Regions from separate parts of the Drosophila melanogaster genome. Here region 2 is linked to region 1. Evidence: chromatin contacts called from public Hi-C data. All regions are on one chromosome and are shown on one strand. The core of a region is the stretch at or near the end of the contact, and the rest is flanking DNA. Distances in the headings are between cores, read along the strand shown. Region 1 holds the start of CG11590. Region 2 holds the start of sbm (sobremesa).

What was found. Hi-C and Micro-C count contacts between places; a contact is called where the count stands out from the background.
Region 2: a contact with region 1 is called in a Hi-C map of the Kc167 cell line, with 4 times the contacts expected there. The contact joins the promoter of sbm here to the promoter of CG11590 in region 1. A contact is called at or near these places in 2 of 107 Hi-C or Micro-C datasets (both in the Kc167 cell line) and 1 of 6 datasets of contacts at active chromatin or transcription factors (the Kc167 cell line).

What each region holds. Positions count from the first base shown.
Region 1 is chrX:14,198,230-14,203,060 of dm6, forward strand. It overlaps CG11590, which reads left to right and starts at 1,949. Exons shown (of 1, transcript NM_132717.2): 1 at 1,949-2,678. The coding sequence starts at 2,032. The coding sequence ends at 2,628. It overlaps yl (yolkless), which reads left to right. Exons shown (of 5, transcript NM_206710.2): 4 at 1-1,315; 5 at 1,393-1,729. The coding sequence ends at 1,575. Prp16 (pre-mRNA processing factor 16) reads left to right here and starts at 3,133. Exons shown (of 4, transcript NM_132719.3): 1 at 3,133-4,831. The coding sequence starts at 3,234. It overlaps mir-4917 (mir-4917 stem loop), which reads left to right and starts at 1,316; the gene lies at 1,316-1,392.
Region 2 is chrX:14,599,948-14,604,778 of dm6, forward strand. It overlaps sbm (sobremesa), which reads right to left and starts at 2,633. Exons shown (of 9, transcript NM_132738.2): 1 at 2,515-2,633. The coding sequence starts at 2,563. NetA (Netrin-A) reads right to left here. Exons shown (of 7, transcript NM_001298314.1): 6 at 4,799-4,831; 7 at 4,065-4,680. The coding sequence ends at 4,539.

The sequences.
Region 1 (4,831 bases), core at 699-3,198:
CTGGTCGGCGAATGATTCGAGGATCACCGGTTTCGATCTGGCCATGCACCGGCAAATGGGTTACTTTTCCGCCGAGGACGAGGGCATCGTCTATCAGATCGATCTGCAAACGAAGGTGATTGTGCGGGCTCTGGGTCTGCCCGCACCGACGAAACTCTCCGTGGATTGGGTCACCGGAAATGTTTATGTGCTCAGTGGAGCGCAGGAGATCCAAGCGTGCAGTTTCGTGGGACGCATGTGCGGCCGCATTGTGCACGTGAAGAGTCCCAGGCACGTTAAGCATTTGGCTGTGGATGGCTATCACGCCCGGATCTTCTACATAGTCATACGCACCGAGGGCTATGGCCAGACGAGCTCGGAGATTCACATGGCTCGACTGGACGGCAGTCGCAGGGATATGCTGCTGCAGCGAAGCGAAAGCTTCATGACCGCCCTGACCACCGATCCGCATCAGCAGCTATTGTACTTTGTGGACCAGCATATGCGCACGCTGGAGAGGATTAGCTATAGGCTTAAAACGGGTCCCATGCGTCGACCGGAGATAATGCTGCAAAAGTCCAACGCTCTGATGCATCCATCTGGGCTGAGTGTGTACGAAAATAATGCGTTCATCGTGAACCTGGGCTCCGTGGAGGCGGTGCAGTGCGCACTGTACGGATCCCGCATCTGTCACAAGATCAGCATTAACGTGCTGAACGCCCAGGACATTGTGGTGGCGGGCAGGTCGCGTCAGCCGCAGAAGGCGTCGCATCCATGCGCCCATGCCCACTGCCATGGACTGTGCCTGCAGGCGGACTACGGTTACGAATGCATGTGTGGCAATCGTCTGGTGGCCGAAGGCGAACGGTGTCCCCATGGCTCTGGCAATGAGGTGGCCGTGTTGGGTGCGGTCAACAGCCTGGAATTGGAACATGAACACGAGCAGAACGGTCACTTTCACTGGCTGATGGCACTGTTCGTCCTAGCCGCCGGATCACTGATCGCCGGACTCGGGTACATGTACTATCAGTACCGGCAGCGCGGCCACACGGATCTCAACATTAACATGCATTTCCAGAATCCGCTGGCGACGCTCGGCGGCACCAAAGCGTTCCTGGAGCACGAACGCGCCGAGGCGGGAGTCGGCTTCACCACGGAAACGGGAACGGTGTCCAGCCGCGGCAGCAACGACACATTCACCACCACCAGCGCCACGTCCTCGTTCGCGGCTCAGCAGTTTAGTGTGCCGAATGCGCTCCAGCGACTGCTCCGTCCACGACAGTCGGCGTCCGGCGATCCGATGGCTCAGGAATTGCTTCTCGAGAGCCCCAGCAGAGTGAGTAGCGATGGGGGTCAGATGGCCGTGGAAGATATGTGACGATTGCCCCCTTACTACTATCGTCTGCTCAACAGGAAAGCAAACTACATGCGCTGGACGGAGGTGGGGCCGGAGGCGATGGCGATGGCGGACGCGGAGTTGGGCGGCAGGTGCCGGACATCCTGGTGGCTGACATGGACGACGATGCCGCCAAATCAGCCGGACAGTTCGGGGGAAATTACGCAGGCAATGATGCGAATGCACGATTTGTGTCGTAAATGAGTGGCAGTGGTTATTTATTTATTTTATTATTGCTGCTGTTTGCTGTTTATTATATCTATGTATTTATTGTAGCGTTAAAATGATATTGTATTTAAATGTTAATCGGTGATTGGAGTTTATATAGCTAGCAAAATATTAAAAACTAAATCGAACACATGCGTTTTTTTTTTAAATGGCATCTTGTGGCCCGAAAAAGTTTTTTTTTTTGTTTATTTTTTATAGTTTTGAAATCTATTAAAAAACGAACCGTTACTTTTCTCTTCAAGAAAAAAAATACCGTTAACATAGATACCTAAAATACTACATTTTATGTTAATCCCACTTGTCTCGTGCGCAGGAGCCCTAATGTTAAACATCGCATTTGACTGGAATGTCTGGCAACGCCGCCGACTGTGGCACTTGGTTTTTTGTTTCATTATTGTTTTGCTTTTCACCGTGCAAAGTGCATCTGAATGCAATATCGCATCTCCGCCAGTTGCTTGCCCCTTCGCTGGTCGCTGGTGCGCAACCTGTTGATCGCTGCCAGCGTCACCACCGCCATCGCCAACCCGCCGGCATTCGCCACAGCGAGCAGTCACAAAAGTTGTTGCTTCTCTTCCAGTGCCGCCAACGCCAGTTCCAGTACCAATTCGAATTCGAATTCCAATTCCAGTGAATGCTCCAAAATGGGCGACCAGCAACAATCAGCGGCGACAGGCAATGCCTATCAGTCGGGCAGCAGCTCGGTGGCATTTGTGACCACTCCGGATCGGGAGTCAGCCAGAAAGCTGGGCCGCAGCATCGTTGAGTTGAAATTGGCCGCATGCGTGAACATTGTGTCCCAAGTCGAGTCTATCTACAAGTGGGAAGGCGAGATTAGCGAGGACTCCGAATATCTGTTGATGATCAAGACGCGCACCAGCCGCATCGACGATCTGAGCAAGTTCATCCGCGAGAATCATCCCTACAGCGTCGCCGAGGTCATCGCGCTGCCCATCCAGAATGGCAATCCGCCGTATCTCGATTGGATCGCGCAGACGGTTCCCACAAAGGCCGAGAGCAAAGACTAAATTCAATTTGCAGTCCATTTAATGGAAATAAAACGGTTATCTGGAAAATTAATTTATTTTTTTAAAAATTAACAAGGGCTTTATTTTCTAGCATTGCCACTCTTTGTTTAGCTGTAAACTTTTAATGTAATTTAAATGTTTTGAGAAAATGGAAATGGACATTTGATCACATAATCATAATTATTGTATCTTGCAATATATAAAGCTTAGTTATTCCATTTCAAATACAACTTACCATCTTATTATGCGGTTACAAGTTCTACCAATAAATTAAACAAAACAAAATGCAACAAAGAAAATAATAAGTGGAAAAACGAAATAGATATAATTTTACAGTTGCGCACATGCACATAAATATTTCAAGCTAAATAATATTTAAAAGTAAGTATTTAAAAACTAATTTTCTGCATTAGAATAAAATGTAAATTCGTAACGACAATTAACCCAGAGTGGCATTACTGCTGTCCAGCATTTTTTTTTTTAGCGGGATGGCAGCCCCGCCGATCAGCTGTGCCCAAGAACGCCAACGCGAATGAATCGTTTTTGCGACAACGAGCAAGACTCGCGAAATAGCCAAGGAGCAACAGACTAACCAGCACAACAGGATGTCCGACGACGACGAGTCGGGTGTCCATCGGCTGGAGGGCACCGCTGGCCAGGAGACGCGCGGCGGCCTGGTCATCCGGAAGCCCAAGGATGCCGGCGCTGGCGGTGGCGGTGGATTCAAGGTGCCGCAGGGATCGATGTTGGGCCTGGACAAGCTGGCGGCCAAGCGACGGGCCGAAAAGGAGCGATCCGAGCGACTGATCTCCTTCAAGGACAGCGAATTCGATGACACCGGCGGCGGGAGCTCCACGCCGCAGGCCAACGCCTCTGGCGCTTCCAGTGAGTTTGCCTTCAAGAAACCGGACACCAAGAGCTTCGAAAAGCTGCGCGGCCAGCTGCGCGAGCACAAAGACGATACACCCTCGCACACCGGCGGCGTTTCCGAGAAGGCACGCGAGCGTCTGCGCGAGCACATCCAGCGGGACAGAAAACGTGGCCCAGTCAGCAGCACAGCGGCAGAGGGCAGGGACAGGGATCGCGACTGGGATCGTGACCGACGCAGGGACCGGGACAGAGATCGGGATCGTGACCGCGACCGGCGCCAACACAGAGAAAGGGAGCGCGATCGGCACCGCAGCTGGGATCGGGATCGTGGTCGTGATCGTGATCGTGATCGCTCCATGTCCGAGCGCAGTGTCCATACGCCGCGTGAGCCGGGAACACCAGGCGGCAGCAGCGGTGGCATATCCAATAGCTCGTGGGACGACGAGGACGGCGAGTTTGGACAGCGCAAGTCGGACTGGGATATGCCAACGCCCAGACGCCATGGCAACAAGTCGGGTGATTGGTCAGTGCGGAGCGGCGGCAGTCGGCGTAATCACGGACGCCAGGATGACACTGTCCGGCCAACGCCAGCGCATCGCTACAATCAGTGGGCACACGGTCGCAAGCGAAGCGGCGCAACGCCATGGGGCGAGGATCCCGAATCGCTGGATCTGTGGGAGGAGGAGCAGCGTCGCCTCGACCGCGAGTGGTACAACATTGACGAGGGCTACGACGATGAGAACAATCCATTCGGTGGCCCCAACTCCGAGTACTTTCGCAAGCGCGAAGAGCAGCTGGAGCAGAAGAGAACAAAGAGAATCAGCGCTCAGCAGCGCCAGAATAACCGTGACAACGAGTTGTGGGAGCGCAATCGTATGCTCACCTCGGGCGTGGTCACATTGATCAGCGTCAACGACGATTTCGATGAGGAGGCGCTGGAGCGAGTGCATCTCCTGGTGCATCACATAATACCGCCATTTCTCGACGGCCGCATCGTGTTCACCAAGCAACCGGAGCCGGTGGTGCCCGTCAAGGATCCCACCTCGGATATGGCACTGCTGGCGCGCAAGGGCAGCGCCCTGGTGCGCAACTATCGCGAGCAAAAGGAGCGGCGCAAGGCGCAAAAGAAGCACTGGGAGCTGAGCGGCACCAAGCTGGGCAACATTATGGGTGTACAGCGGCCGCAGGACGAGGACGATATGCGTTTCGACAAGGAGAAGGACAAGGCCGACTATCGCAAGGATCAGAAGTTCGCCGACCATATGCGCGACCAGGATACGGGTGGCAAGAGCGATTTCTCGCGCAAAAAGACCATCTCGGAGCAGCGCCGCTT
Region 2 (4,831 bases), core at 1,383-3,882, 400 kb after region 1:
AGGAATGCAATGAACGAATATTCTAGTTGAGAATATTCATTCTGAAGATATGAAATAGATATGAAATGGGTCTAATAAAAATCAGATACCAACTACTAAAATTTTACATTAAAATCGTAATTAATTTATAAGCATTCTTTCTGGCAATAATTGTTCATGTCACGTTTAACATTTACATTTACGTCGTATATAATCATTCATTAGATATTTTCCTATTCATGGCTATAAAAAGGGCTGTCTTTTTTTTCCCCCGCTTCGTTGTGGCGGCTGCGACAAGTGGGCGGGGCTGAGGTGGGGAACTGCCCCCACACTCAGCAGATTGCACAAGCAGAGAAAACGAAGAGGAAACTTGCCTCACTCTCTAAGTGTGATTAATGACCACAGTTCTAAATTATTAGCTAAATGCATCCGATCATCAGTCGCAAACTATTTTCGCCTGTGGACAATAAGCGAGCAAGTGCCGCAATTGCTGACCAGGCGGACTAATAGATGCGAATTTAAATGCGCTCTCAAGATTCTATATCTGCAGCATTCGTTGCAAGTGCAAGTGGATATGAAAGTAATTTCGATATAGGTTTGTGCTGCAATTCTTTAGGTAATCAAATATATATATTTTAGTATAACTCTATTCAAATTGAAGCTATAACTTATAACTATCTAGTCTTGAAATATTTTATAGTTCGTATAATACAGTTTCTACATATATTTTTTTTCTCAGTGCACCGCATTGCGTGGCCAAATTATGTCAAGTGCAAAATGCAGTCACGCCAACCAACATACCGCCCACATGCCACCGCACCACCCATCCAGTTTAGCCCACCCACCCACGCAGTGAGGAATACCAACACCATACCACTTTTGGCGTTGCCTTGACTTTGTCCTTGACTCGCTTGGCTGCAACTTTTGGGCTTTGTGGGCTTCCGGCTGCCAAAGAATCTCGGTTAAGCCGAGCTCCCTTCGCATTGAAAAAGCCGGCTTTGGAACTATTATTAGACCGCTGCCAGTGATAGTAATGCCATGGCAGCGCCTAGTGGCAGGCAACACCTGGCCATCGAGTGCCAATTGGGGGGGGGGGGGGGGGGAATCTATCTTTGTATCTGTATCTGGAAACATGAATGTACCTACAATTGCCTAAGGGGTTGGGGTACAGTCGACACCCACTGATAAGCAACCCTCGGCAGCTTTTAACGATTGCGTAACTGACAATGGAAAGCGTGGGGGGATTGGTGGCCAAGTTTAACCATCGTTAAAATTGCCTATAGGGGCAATAACGTAAACAACCACAAACGAAAGTGAAATGGGTAATTGCCAATATCTACATACATATATAGTACATATAGCTTCCAATATGTAGAAGTTATTTGCAGCAATAGGTTTTTAAGGGAGTGAAGCGATTTTGGGATCATCCTTATAGGATATCATGGATATATCTAAAATTCTAATATCTGTATAATTTACATATATCTGAATCCAGCTAAACTTTTGCATCTGAATTTTGTATCACAACTTTTATCCCCAAAAATAACAAGTGCTGTCTGCAGAATCGAATCTTTATATATCTACATATATTTGGACTATCTTATCGAGTGTTGTTTATGGATTAATTGCACCCAAAAAATCAATGAATATACTTCCAATCATATGTTAAGTTCTCACATAAATCATTTAGCTAGTTTACGATTGTTTTAAGCTCACGAATTTAATTTGTTGGGAATTTTGGCAAATGTTCTACGAAAGTCTAAAGTCAATTTCATGGTGAAATCTTTTAAGCTACATCTATTAAAAAGCAAAAATGTCATAAGCAAATGCCAATCAATAGAGTCGCATTTTTAAGTTTTCTTTCTTTTTATCAAAACAACTGTCCGTCTTGGGGATAAAAGTCTTTATGTAGTGTCCATTGGTCTTTCTTATCAAAGAACTTATTCTTCAAAGTGAAATTTTCGGGTCTTTTAATGATTTTTCCAAAAGAAAAATTGGGGGAAAAGGAAAAATCTATTTTTGGGCGGATGTGCTGCAAATGCAATGTTAATGCTGCAACTTTTTTGAACTTGGCTTTCGGTTTTGGGTTGATTAGAACAGCTGTTCTGCTGCAATCAGCCACATACCAGCGCATTCACGCCCTCACACACACACACACACACACACACACAAACGCACACACACAGACACAGGGGTAACCGTTAGCCGGTCAGTAATTTACCGTTCTTCTTTTATTTTTGCACATGCGCATGCGCGTCACACACAAAAATTCACACGAAAAAAAAAGTTTGTAGAAAAGCGGAACAGAAACGCGAAAAAAGCACGCACACCTGCCATCACATGCTGCAACTCGAGCAATTGTTTGCCCGCTCACTTAGCACCGCAGAAAGCCACGAGATGGCTTGGAAATGGACATAATGCGAGTAATCATCACTAATTGGCGCAAACAAAAAAAATAAAAAAAACAAATTAAACAAAATATTTAACAGAAAAAAAAAACCCTAACGGAACTAGCGAACGATAACGATAACTCACCATTGGCGTGAATATGATTTGTGTTGTTTGGTTGGACATGCTGATACATGACTTGCTACAGTGCGCCAATGTCGTCACTTTCATGTCACTTTAAACACTGCGAGAGAATGAAAGCGTCGCCCTGCGGCTCTGCGTATTTATAAGGCGCCGGGCAGTAGCGTCATCGCCATCGGACTGCTCATCGTTATCGGTATCGGAATCGCGCCTCTTCCTCTCCGCACACACATCTTCGATACATTTCTCCAACCCTGCGACACAGGCTGCACTCGCTATGCGTGCCAAATATGACCGCCCACGGAATGCACTACTCTGAACATTTCAGTGGGGAGTCAACTGTTCGTATTCATCGGGGCAAACAGCAATGGGCAAGATATTAGCATTCCTTTTTCAATCTGTTAGAAATGCCTTGAAAGAGCGATTTAGAGCTTAAGCTTAAAAAGCGACTATATTTGTTTGTTAACTAATGTAGAATATGGCTAATACCTCCCTTTTTTGTTGTTTATACAAATGATTGATAACTATTACTCTAATAGGCAGAGATACCGCACAAAAACTGCGCGTGGCTTAATTTGCTATTAGTAATTACACTTGAAAGCCGTTTTTTTTTTTGCATATATTTCATAGCAAAATGTGTCGAAAAGATAGGTTGCAACTTCAAGGGTGTTAAAAGGTGATTCATATGCAACAACAAATAATAAATTGTTGTGTAAAAGTCAAAAACACCTGCCGATTAATAATAATAATGGAAACTTGGGCATTTGGGAAAATACGTAAAATTAGAACTCATCTTGAATGACTTTTTTGCCAGCTGGTCGCCAATATAAATATTTTGCTTACTTAAATATATATAATAAGCAATAATAACATGAAATATGTAATAAATTACCAAAGACTGAATTCAACCGCCGAAAATGACGATAAACGAAAAACTTCTTTATGGGCCACCACTTTTGTATTTCATACCGTTAATTTTCAAAATTTACAGTATCCTTGCTAGTTGCGCGCAAAACTAATGAATTTGTAAAACTGAAAAACCGTTAAATTATTTGAAGAGTTTACCTTACCTTGAAAAGTTTGCCTTATCCTGGGCAGTTCGGAAACTCCATTAAGTCCAGTAATCCTTTCGTTTCCTATAAATATTTAGATCTGAAATCATTTTGACAATTCAAACGCGGAAGCCACCAAAACAAAAAACATGTGTTTGAAAATCGAAGTTTTTATTAGAGTGTGGCAACGTTATAAACTCCGATAAGCAGAGATGCCACCTAGACAGCTGCCCGCCAACCAATTAAAATTCAAAACAAAGTTTAAAATATATTCACGCAAGACTAAAAAGCGTACAGATTTATGCATATACAAACTAAATTATGCATGAAATGCAATTTACAGAAACGAATGGTACTTTTTTAGAGGAAAACCTCCTTATTTGTTATCCAGAAGTAAACTTTACAGTGGCAGCGCTAGCTAACAAATGGCAGCACCAACAAATACCCCAGTGTGGCAGCCTTCCCAATCCCGCCAAATATTTTAAAATTCAAAAGTTGTGCTCTGCTCTGTACAATATTTATTAATTACTATTTTTGCGAGTCATGCATGCATCAAAGTGCTTCTTACACATAAATTATTGCTTACTGGCGCTCTGTTTGATTTCGAGACGGCCCTAGTACGTAAATTGTTCACAAATGCTTAAACTGGGCTGACAGGAATCCTAATTTAGCGAATAATACAAGTCGTATATATATAGATTACGTAGATTACATGTATAGATATTTTCGTGCGTTTGATTTCAAATTATCAATTACCGATTGCTTTGTAACGATTGAAGTTAATTAAATAAATTAAATACAGCTAGTTTGATTTTAACTGCTACAAAATCGGTTAATATGACATTAAAAAAAAAAAAAACAAAAAAATTGTGTTTAAGAGACAATGACACGATTTGATTGTTTTCAGCTGTTAATAATTTCTTAGCTCTAGAATCTTGAGACTACACACAGGATGTGGTATTGTTATTGGCTGGAGGATTACGCGCAAGTACGCGCTCTCCGTTGGAAGCGCTTCATGCGTCGATACCAGTCCTCCTTCCATTCGATTACGATCGAGTGCGGTCCGATGCCCAGGTAACCGGGTGGCGCCTCCGAGTCCCGACCCAAGATCAAATAGGATCTGTAAAATAAGAGGTTTGTAATAAGTAAAGAAAATTTTCCATATATATATCGCTCTTTGATATTATCACAACATTTTTGTCTTTTTCTCGACTGTCATTATTCATATATGCTCGCACCTGTTTACTCTGATCCTGGGGCAGCGGCACTCC